2 separate regions of the Mus musculus genome follow, and region 2 is linked to region 1. A link is a contact called in public Hi-C data. All regions are on one chromosome and are shown on one strand. The core of a region is the stretch at or near the end of the contact, and the rest is flanking DNA. Distances in the headings are between cores, read along the strand shown. Region 1 overlaps Hpse (heparanase). Region 2 overlaps Helq (helicase, POLQ-like).

What was found. Hi-C and Micro-C count contacts between places; a contact is called where the count stands out from the background.
Region 2: a Hi-C map of the HPC-7 cell line shows a contact between it and region 1, with 2.5 times the contacts expected there. The contact joins two enhancer-like sites. A contact is called at or near these places in 19 of 484 Hi-C or Micro-C datasets (the 3T3-L1 cell line, the AML12 cell line, the C2C12 cell line and 14 more), 2 of 115 datasets of contacts at active chromatin or transcription factors (embryonic stem cells and large pre-B cells) and 4 of 9 other capture datasets (adipose tissue, embryonic stem cells, liver and 1 more).

The regions. Positions count from the first base shown.
Region 1 is chr5:100,694,906-100,699,048 of GRCm38.p6, reverse strand. It overlaps Hpse (heparanase), which reads left to right. Exons shown (of 12, transcript NM_152803.5): 4 at 1-136; 5 at 3,394-3,562. Among named protein-coding and RNA genes, the nearest start is that of Coq2, 23 kb to the right of the region's middle. Within about 2 kb of position 1,443, at least 7 of the 459 cell types and tissues checked have an H3K27ac peak or open chromatin away from gene starts, as enhancers often do. A contact at or near this core is called in the HPC-7 cell line, where this site is marked.
Region 2 is chr5:100,774,617-100,779,404 of GRCm38.p6, reverse strand. It overlaps Helq (helicase, POLQ-like), which reads left to right. Exons shown (of 18, transcript NM_001081107.1): 10 at 112-253; 11 at 569-673. Among named protein-coding and RNA genes, the nearest start is that of Helq, 22 kb to the left of the region's middle. Within about 2 kb of position 3,459, at least 18 of the 459 cell types and tissues checked have an H3K27ac peak or open chromatin away from gene starts, as enhancers often do. A contact at or near this core is called in the HPC-7 cell line, where this site is marked.

The DNA.
Region 1 (4,143 bases), core at 194-2,693:
TCGGGGTTAGACCTGATCTTTGGTCTAAATGCGTTACTACGAACCCCAGACTTACGGTGGAACAGCTCCAACGCCCAGCTTCTCCTTGACTACTGCTCTTCCAAGGGTTATAACATCTCCTGGGAACTGGGCAATGGTACGTACCCGGGGACAGTTCACTCATAAATACATTCCCTTGATGATTTTTTTCTCTTTTTATATTCTGTCAGTCTCCACCTCATTTTTTTTCCAAGACAGGGTTTCTCTGTGTAGCCTTGGTTGTCCTGGAACTCACTTTGTAGACCAGGCTGGCCTCGAACTCAGAAATCCCCCTGCCTCTGCCTCCCAAGTGCTGGGATTAAAGGAGTTCGTCACCACGCCCGGCTTCCACCTCATTTTTTGAGGCAATGTCTTTTACTGAACTTAGAACTCAATGATTAGCTAGATTCTTTTTGGCCACCGAGCCGAGTCTCTGCTGCTCAGCCATTGCTGGGTTATAGGCGTACTGCTGTGCCAAGCATTTCCTGTGGGTCCTGGGAAGATGAACTCAGGCCTTCTTGCTTCTACAGCAAGCACTTTGTTAACTGAGCCATTACCCTACCCTAAATGCTGGTGGTGTTGCTTACATCGGTCTCTCTTTCTTCCTTTCTTCCTTTCTCTCTTTCTCTCTTTCTTTTTTCTTTCTTCATCTTTCTTTCTTTCTCTCTTTCTTTTTATTCCTTCCTTTTCAAATGTGTATTATTATTATTACTATGAATGTATGTATGTATGTATTTATTTAATTATTACTACATATGTGATAGGGGAAGGTCACATGCCACAGCACACACATGAATAGTTCAGAGGACAGTTTTGGGAAGTTGGTTCTGTCCTTCCAGCTCAATGCCTGTTCTATGGAATGCTTCGTCTGCCAGGCCTTCTCATTAGCACATCTTCATGTTGTTTTGAGATAAGAAAACAGGAACTATCAGCTCCCGGCTTCCCCCCCAGATTCCCATGAGCCTTACAGTCTTTTAAACCTCTTGTGCTTAGCATACTGGACTTGAGGAAACTCACTTTCTCTCTCTCTCTCTCTCTCTCTCTCTCTCTCTCTCTCTCTCTCTCTCTTTCTCTCTTTCTCTTCTTCCTGGGTTGACCACTATAAAGCATACACTCTAAAACAATAAGCAATAGAAATTATTTCTTCCAGGCTGGAGAGATGACTCAGCAGTTAATAGCACTGGCTGCTCTTCCAGAGGTCCTGAGTTCAGTTCCCAGTAAGCACATGGTGGCTCCCAACCATCTGTAATGAGATTTGATGCCTTCTTCTGGTGTGTCTGAAGACAGCAACAGTGTACACATATACATAAAATTAATGAATTAATTAAGAAATAAAAGAAATTATTTCTTCCACAAGTTGCTTTCAGTTATTGCAACAGAAAGTAGCTACTACACTCCCAACCACGTTCCAACTTCCCTTTTATACTGTCTTGAAGTTTTCAGCATAGATTATAGAGAGTTGTGAGCCACCAGGTAGGTCCGGACCATATGGAAGAGCAGCCTGTGCTCTCCACTGTTGAGCTGTCTCTCCAGTCCCAAGGAACTTATAAGTTCCAACCTACATGTTAGTCAGATTTATTCAAAAATATTTGTAGGAAAATTTTCCATCCATCAATCAATAGTGCTAAATGTGAAGGGTCAAATCAAAATGTGTCATTTGATGAGCTCGTGCTGTTTGGGCAGACACTGTCCTACACATAATAGTCTTCTCCCTGCCTACTCTTCTTTCTTGTTTTCTTCTCTCTCTCTCTCTCTCTCTCTCTCTCTCTCTCTCTCTCTCTCTCTCTCTCTTTCTCTCTCTCTGCTTCCCCATGTGTGTGTTTACATGCTAGTGTGTGTTTGCATGTTAGTATGTGCTTATATGCTTGTGTGTGTTTACATGCTTGTATGTGTGTTTACATGCTAGAGTGTATTTACATGCTAGTGTGTGTGTTTACATGCTAGAATGTGTTTACATGCTTCTGTGTGTGTTTACATGCTTCTGTGTGTGTTTACATGCTAGTGTGTGTTTACATGCTTGTGAGTGTGTTTACATGCTAGTGTGCTTTTGCTTGTATGCATGAACATGCAAAAGCTGGAGAACACCCTAAAGTACCATTCCTTGGGTGCCTTCTACCTTTTCGTGTGTGAGCAAGACATGGTCTCTCACTCACCTGGAACTCACCTTGTAGACTAGCGCTGGAGAGCGAGCCACAGAGGTCCTCTTGTCTCTGCCTCTCCAGTGCTGAGTGTCTGGCTTTTTTACATGGAGTCTGGGGGTCAAATTCAGGTCCCCCTGCTTCAAGGCTGGAGTTTTACCACCTGTGCTATGTCCCCAACCCTCGTTTTTCTATTGTTCTTTGTAAGGGAATAAATAAAAATCGGGCTACTAAGGTAACATATAAAGGCAAGCCTATCAGAATTACACCAGATTTTTCACCAGAGACTATGAAAGCCAGAAGAGCCTGGACAGATGTTATACAGACACTAAGAGAACACAAATTCCAGCCCAGGCTACTATACCCAGCCAAACTCTCAATTACCATAGATGGAGAAACCAAAGTATTCCACGACAAAACTAAATTCACCCATTATCTCTCCACGAATCCAGCCCTTCAAAGGATAATAACAGAAAAAAACCAATACAAGGACGAGAACCACGCCCTAGAAAAGCTACTTTCCAGATGCCCGTTGATTTAGCATCTCCTTGATTAACTCGAATTTGCTTACTCCGCCCTCACACCATGATTCAAATGTTTACATTTTCAAGATCTCCTCTTGCCTGGAGTGGTGGGGCACGCCTTTAATCCCAGCATTTGGGAGGTAGAGGCAGGCGGATTTCTGAGTTCGAGGCCAGCCTGGTCTACAGAGTGAGTTCCAGGACAACCAGGGCTACACAGAGAAACCCTGTCTTGAAAAACAAAACAAAACAAACAAACAAAGATCTCCTCTTTAATAACTTTCCTTGGCTTTTAAAAAAGATTTATTTATTTATTTTATGTATATGAGTGCACTATAGCTGTACAGATGGTTGTGAGTCATCATGGGGTTGCTGGGAATTGAACTCAGGACCTCTGTTTGCTTGGGCCTCACTCGCTCCAGCCCAAAGATTTATTTATTATTATATGTAAGTACACTGTAGCTGTCTTCAGACACACCAGAAGAGGGAGTCAGATTTCATTATGGATGGTTGTGAGCCACCATGTGGTTTCTGGGACTTGAACTCAGAACCTTTGGAAGAGCAGTCAGTGCTCTTAACTGCTGAGCCATCTCACCGGCCACTTTCCTTACTTTTGATTCTAGGTTTTGTAATTTGAGAAATGCTTGTTGCTGTATGTTTGTGTTTAAAGAAAGACATTCAGGTAAGAGGTGAGTGTGAGACTTGCTGTCTTTCAGAGCCCAACAGTTTCTGGAAGAAAGCTCACATTCTCATCGATGGGTTGCAGTTAGGAGAAGACTTTGTGGAGTTGCATAAACTTCTACAAAGGTCAGCTTTCCAAAATGCAAAACTCTATGGTCCTGACATCGGTCAGCCTCGAGGGAAGACAGTTAAACTGCTGAGGAGGTAGGAACTGGGAATGTACAACTTTCTCTCTCTCTTTCCTTCTCTCTTCCTTCTTTCCTTCCTTCCTTCCTTCCTTCCTTCCTTCCTTCCTTCCTTCCTTCCTCCCTCCCTCCCTCCCTCCCTCCCTCCCTCCCTCTCTCTCTCTCTTTCTCCTTCCTTCTTTCTTTCTTTCTTTCTTTCTTTCTTTCTTTCTTTCTTTCTTTCTTTCTTTCTCTCTTCTCTCTCTCTCTCTCTCTCTCTCTCTCTCTCTTTCCTTCTCTCTCTTCTCCTCCTCCTTTCTCCTCCTCTTCTCCTCTTCTTCCTCTTCCTCCTCTTCCCCTTCCTCTTTTCCTTCCTCCTCCTCCCCTCCACTTCCTCCTTCTTTCTCTCCTCCTGCTTTCTTGGTTTTTCAAGACAGGGTTTCTCTGTTTAGCATCAGCTGTCCCGGAACAGGTTATATAGACCAGGGTGGCTTAGAACTCAGAGATTTACCTCTACCATCTGGATTCTGGGATTAAAGGTATATGTCACCACCACCTGGAGCCTTCTTACTTTTTTAATGCTTAAAAAAAATGTGTACTTAAAATTACCCACTGAACTGA
Region 2 (4,788 bases), core at 2,210-4,709, 78 kb before region 1:
TTTTACTTAAAGTTAACGTGTCATTACACTTAATAAAACCAGTAAAATGGAATTGGGTTTAAAAAGTAGTTGCCGGTGTAGAGGATCACTTTAATTTTATCCCTTCTGCAGAGTCATCTTACGAGCTCCCTATGTGGCTAACACGTTCTTAAAGAGGAATCAGTACAAGCAGATGGTTGGCAGGGCCGGCCGCGCTGGGATAGACACTGCCGGGGAGAGCATCCTTCTGCTGCAAGAGAAGGACAAGCAGCAGGTGAGGCTCCCTCGGCTGGACCACACTCACATGCAACCACCGCTTAAACTCTACCTGCCATCGTCCCTACATCCTTCTGGCTCAGTAAGATTCAGGAAGAGTGGCTCAGATACTTTCATATTTCAGGCATCGTTCTATAACGATGCTACAGAACGTCTGTTAATTCTTGCTCCTTTGGGTTTTTGTGATTTGGTTTTGTTTTAGCTTTGGAGGAGTTTGGGGCGTCCAGAAATGTTACAAAGTACGAGGGCTTTCTGTAGAACACTGTTTAGATTGAGTCACAGCACAGACCTAAGACTGCTTTAACTTTCGTAGGTCCTGGAACTCATAAGCGGACCCCTGGAGACCTGCTGCAGCCATCTTGTCGAGGAATTCACCAAGGGGATCCAGGCTTTGTTTCTCTCTTTAATTGGTCTGAAGGTATTTTTTAAAGATATTCTTATGATGAGTATTACCTGAGACAATAGAGATTTTTTAAAATTCAGGCAAATTATAAAATGAAAAAAATGGTAACTTCTAATGTAATATGAAAAAGAATAATCTTTGACATTTTTAAAAAAATCTAAATCTGGGAACTGGAGAGATTGCTCAGCAAATAAGAGTACACTGGCTGTACTTCTTGAAGGTCTGGGTTCAATTCCCAGCAGCCATCTGTCAGCTCACAACTGTCTATAACACCACTTCCAAGGGATCCAACACCCTCACACAGATACACATGCAGGCAAAACACTGTATTTAAAATAAAAATAAATTATTTTTTAAAAGACTCTGAATCTGGGTCTTTTTAACTCTTCAGTAGAGGAAATATAAGAAATCAGATAATAATTGATGCCCACCTGAAGTTAGTTTATAGGAGACAGTACTGTGGAAGCCATGAGACAGTGGATCCAGAAATTCGACAGCCCATCACCTCTGCCCACACGAGAAGGGAGGTGTGCCTGCCATCGCATGGTACAATCCCACCAGCCCAGAGCTGAGGCTAGTAAGCCCCAGATCTGCAAACATGAAGAGCTGATGCTCTACGGAGGAGAATGTTACCAAACGGCGAGGCTCTGTAGGCTGAGTGTGGTGGGTGCATTTTCACTTACAATATTTTCAACTTCTGACGGGTTTACTAACATGAAAACAGAATCTTAGAGATCAAGTATGAAGACTAATGAGCAGGGTGGTAATGGCACACACCTTTAATCCCAACACTTGGGAGGCAGAGGCAGGCAGATTTCTGAGCTTGAGGCCAGCCTGGTCTACAGAGTTGAGTTCCAGGACAGCCAGGGCTACACAGAAAAACCCTGTCACACCAAGGAAAAAAAGAGATTTTTTTTTAAGAGTTATTGATTAATCTCTTTTAGACTTATTTTTAAGTTAAATTGTGTCCTTGTGCCCAAAGTACAGTCACAACAACAACAAAAAGTGGTAAAAGCCAGAGTTTGAATTTCGCTGTTTTCTAACTGCAAAACTACAAGCTTGTCATATGGCTTGTCCTCATTAGTATGAACATGGAAGTAAAATGTGAGACATAACTGAAACAGATATCACAAGTTTTAGTACTTTGCAGACGGATGGTAATAATCCTTACAGTGTACCTGACACACTAGAAGTCTAAAGAAGAAAATAAACGCAATGAGGTTGAGGGAGAGACACGGATTAGATACAGAAGAAGGAGATAAGCCACACTAGGTATTTAGAGTAGAAAGCAAGAAAAAAAGCTTAATGTGACATGGGTAACAGTCAGCAGGCTGGACCCTGCAACGCTGAGGAAGAAAACTGAAGAGTTCCAGTTTGGATGGAAACAGTTGCCCCCAAGCCATATGGTATTGGTTGGGGGTAATAGGAGAGCATGGTTAGCCATCAGAGATGTAACAGTCCTCATAGAGACTTTGTAAGAAAGACTTGTGACTTGTTCAGTTTGAGGCCAGGGGCACAGAGGCGAGCATCCCTAGATACCTAAGAGGACAGGAAGAGAAGGAACTCCAGGAAGAGGATGTGGCAGTTACGTCATGGGATTCAGGGAGTTCACGGTCATTTATCACAGCCATGTCTCAGACACCCTGCCAAAACACTTGATGTTTTATCTTCAGTCCTTGAACTGAATGTAATTTCTGTTTTACAAATACTGAAATAGAAGCATAGAGCAGTGGACTGCTCTTGACTGCAGACCTGTACTGCATGCCTGAATCTGCACTTTCTGTCTCCTGTGGTCTCCCTCCATCCACTGTCTAACCTGCCATATTCCCTCCACGGAGTGCTTCACGCAGAATAATTACAGAACGTGAGCGAATCACTCCTTCCACTTAAACTTGGCTGTGGTTTCCTTTTGAAATAAAAATTGAACCCAAGCATTTAGAGGGTGGTGGCACAGGCCTTTAATCCGAGTGTTTGGGAGGTGGAGGCAGCCAGATCTCTGTGAGTTCAAGGCTAGCCTGGTCTATAAAGCAAGTCTAAGACAGCCAGGGCTCTGTTTAAAAAAACTGTTTTGAAAAACCAAAAAACAAACGAAAAACAACCCAAGCCTGTTCCATGATGCCTTTAATACAAGCGCTTGGAAGACTGGAAGGTTTTTGTGATTCCAAGGCAGTTAGGGCTACCTAGTAAGACTGTTGTTTCTTTAAAAAATAGTAATTATTATTATTAATTAATTAAACCCCAAAACTAGGGTATTAATGCACATACCTGTAGTCCCAGCACGTGGGAAATAGAGGCAAACCAGGCTACATGAAACCTGGTCTGAAAGAACCAAAAACCCAGGGGAAAAAAAAAGGCAAAGATTAACCTCAAATTTCTCACCCTGGTGTCCAGGTAGTGTGGCCGCAGCCTGTCTCTCCAGTTTGGCCTCTCGCACTTTATTCCAGAAACCCTGGCTTTTCGTTTTCATTTCTCTAGCGTGAGGTGCACTGGTATCTTAATGGTCCCCACCCAGCCCCATGCTCAGCCAGCCTCACCCTCAGTGTACCCCCCTCCTAGTTGGTCCCCCTCAGCTGCAGCTCCTAGCCTAATTGTAGCTTGCCGAGGCTACATACATTCCCTATGCCTCTGAGGCAGTCTGTTATTTACAGAACTGCCTTCTTTCCCTATAACAGCACCGGTCAGCTTGAGGTCACGGCTTTGTTACTGTTGTTCAGCTACTAAAACACCCCTGCTTTAAGAGCCCCGAAAACTCAGGGCTCACATTCCTATCTGTTGACCTTTGAGTCCCAGTGCCTTACAAGGTGTTTGGCATTCGGTTATCAGTCAATAAATACTTTTAACAAACTTAACTCTGGGCGGGTCCAAGGATAGACAGAAACTGGCCTAGGTTTAAATCACGGCTAAGCTTTCCAGAGAGGAGTGGGAAGATGACTTGAAGACAGGTGGACAGATCGGGTCAGGCATCAGCGCTGTCTGCCGTGGGCCACTTCCGCTGTCAGGAGAGAAGCTTCGAGGACTACACCAGTTACTTCCTATGACTGTTGACATGACCAAGACAACTTTCAGAAGGAAGAGTTCGTTTGGGTACAGTTCCTAGAGGGTTAGGGCCCATCATCTGGCAGAGCACAGGATACAGCTGCTAGCCAACATGACCGCTGGAGCTGGAGGCTGAGAGCTCACATCTCAAACTGCAAGCAAGAAGCAGAGGCTCTGAATGGGAATGGGGTGTGGCATACAAGCCACAAAGCCCACCCAGTGATGTACTTCTCCAGCGAGGCCCCACTCAGGCAGCACGACCATCTAGACACCAAATGCCTGAGACCATGGGGAACTTCTCATTCAAATCCCCATGGAGGCTGGAGTACTTTAATGATCCACAAACTGAACATCAGCTCAAGAATATCTTATAAGTGCCTTTGAGCTTGAGTATTAAGAATGATTGTTAATAAAAGGGAGAAGCAATACAAAAATGACTACTCCATAATACTTTATTGTGGAGCATTATATTGGTTTAATATAAAATGACTACTTAAATATTCCTGTTGAAGTATCATCAGAATTGTAAGAGAGAGCTATTGATCCATCCTTTTTTAATATAACATGCTGATTTGGGGGAAATTGGCTAATAAAAGTGAGTTCTAATCCTGAGGGTTTTACATCTGAATACCAAGTGCAGGGTATTAGGATCACTGCTGTCAGTTGTAAATAACGAACGGGCTGTGGGGAGGACACGCGTAAGGACAGGAAGTGGAGTGGAGCCCAGACAGAAGGCAGAGACTGAGCTGAGCGATCGCTAGCAAACCCTTCTGCCAAACACCTCCTTGCCTGCTGCCGGCACACTGGATTCCCTCGGTTGTGTTTTCCATGTTTCTTTTTTATGTTTAATGTGGTTTTTAGAGCTAAAGCCTCCATGAGTATGTAGAAGTGGGTGGAGAGGATTCCAGAAGAAGTCTGAATGGAACTGGGGGGACTCTGCTGGAGAGGTTGAACAGAGAATAATGTAAAATAATGTAAAAACCAAACAGCATTTTGGGGAGGGAGGATGCTCCCCACTTTCAGTTCCCAGATCCCACATCAGGTGATCTATAACCACCCCTAACTCCAGCTGCAGGGGATCCAACACCTCTGCT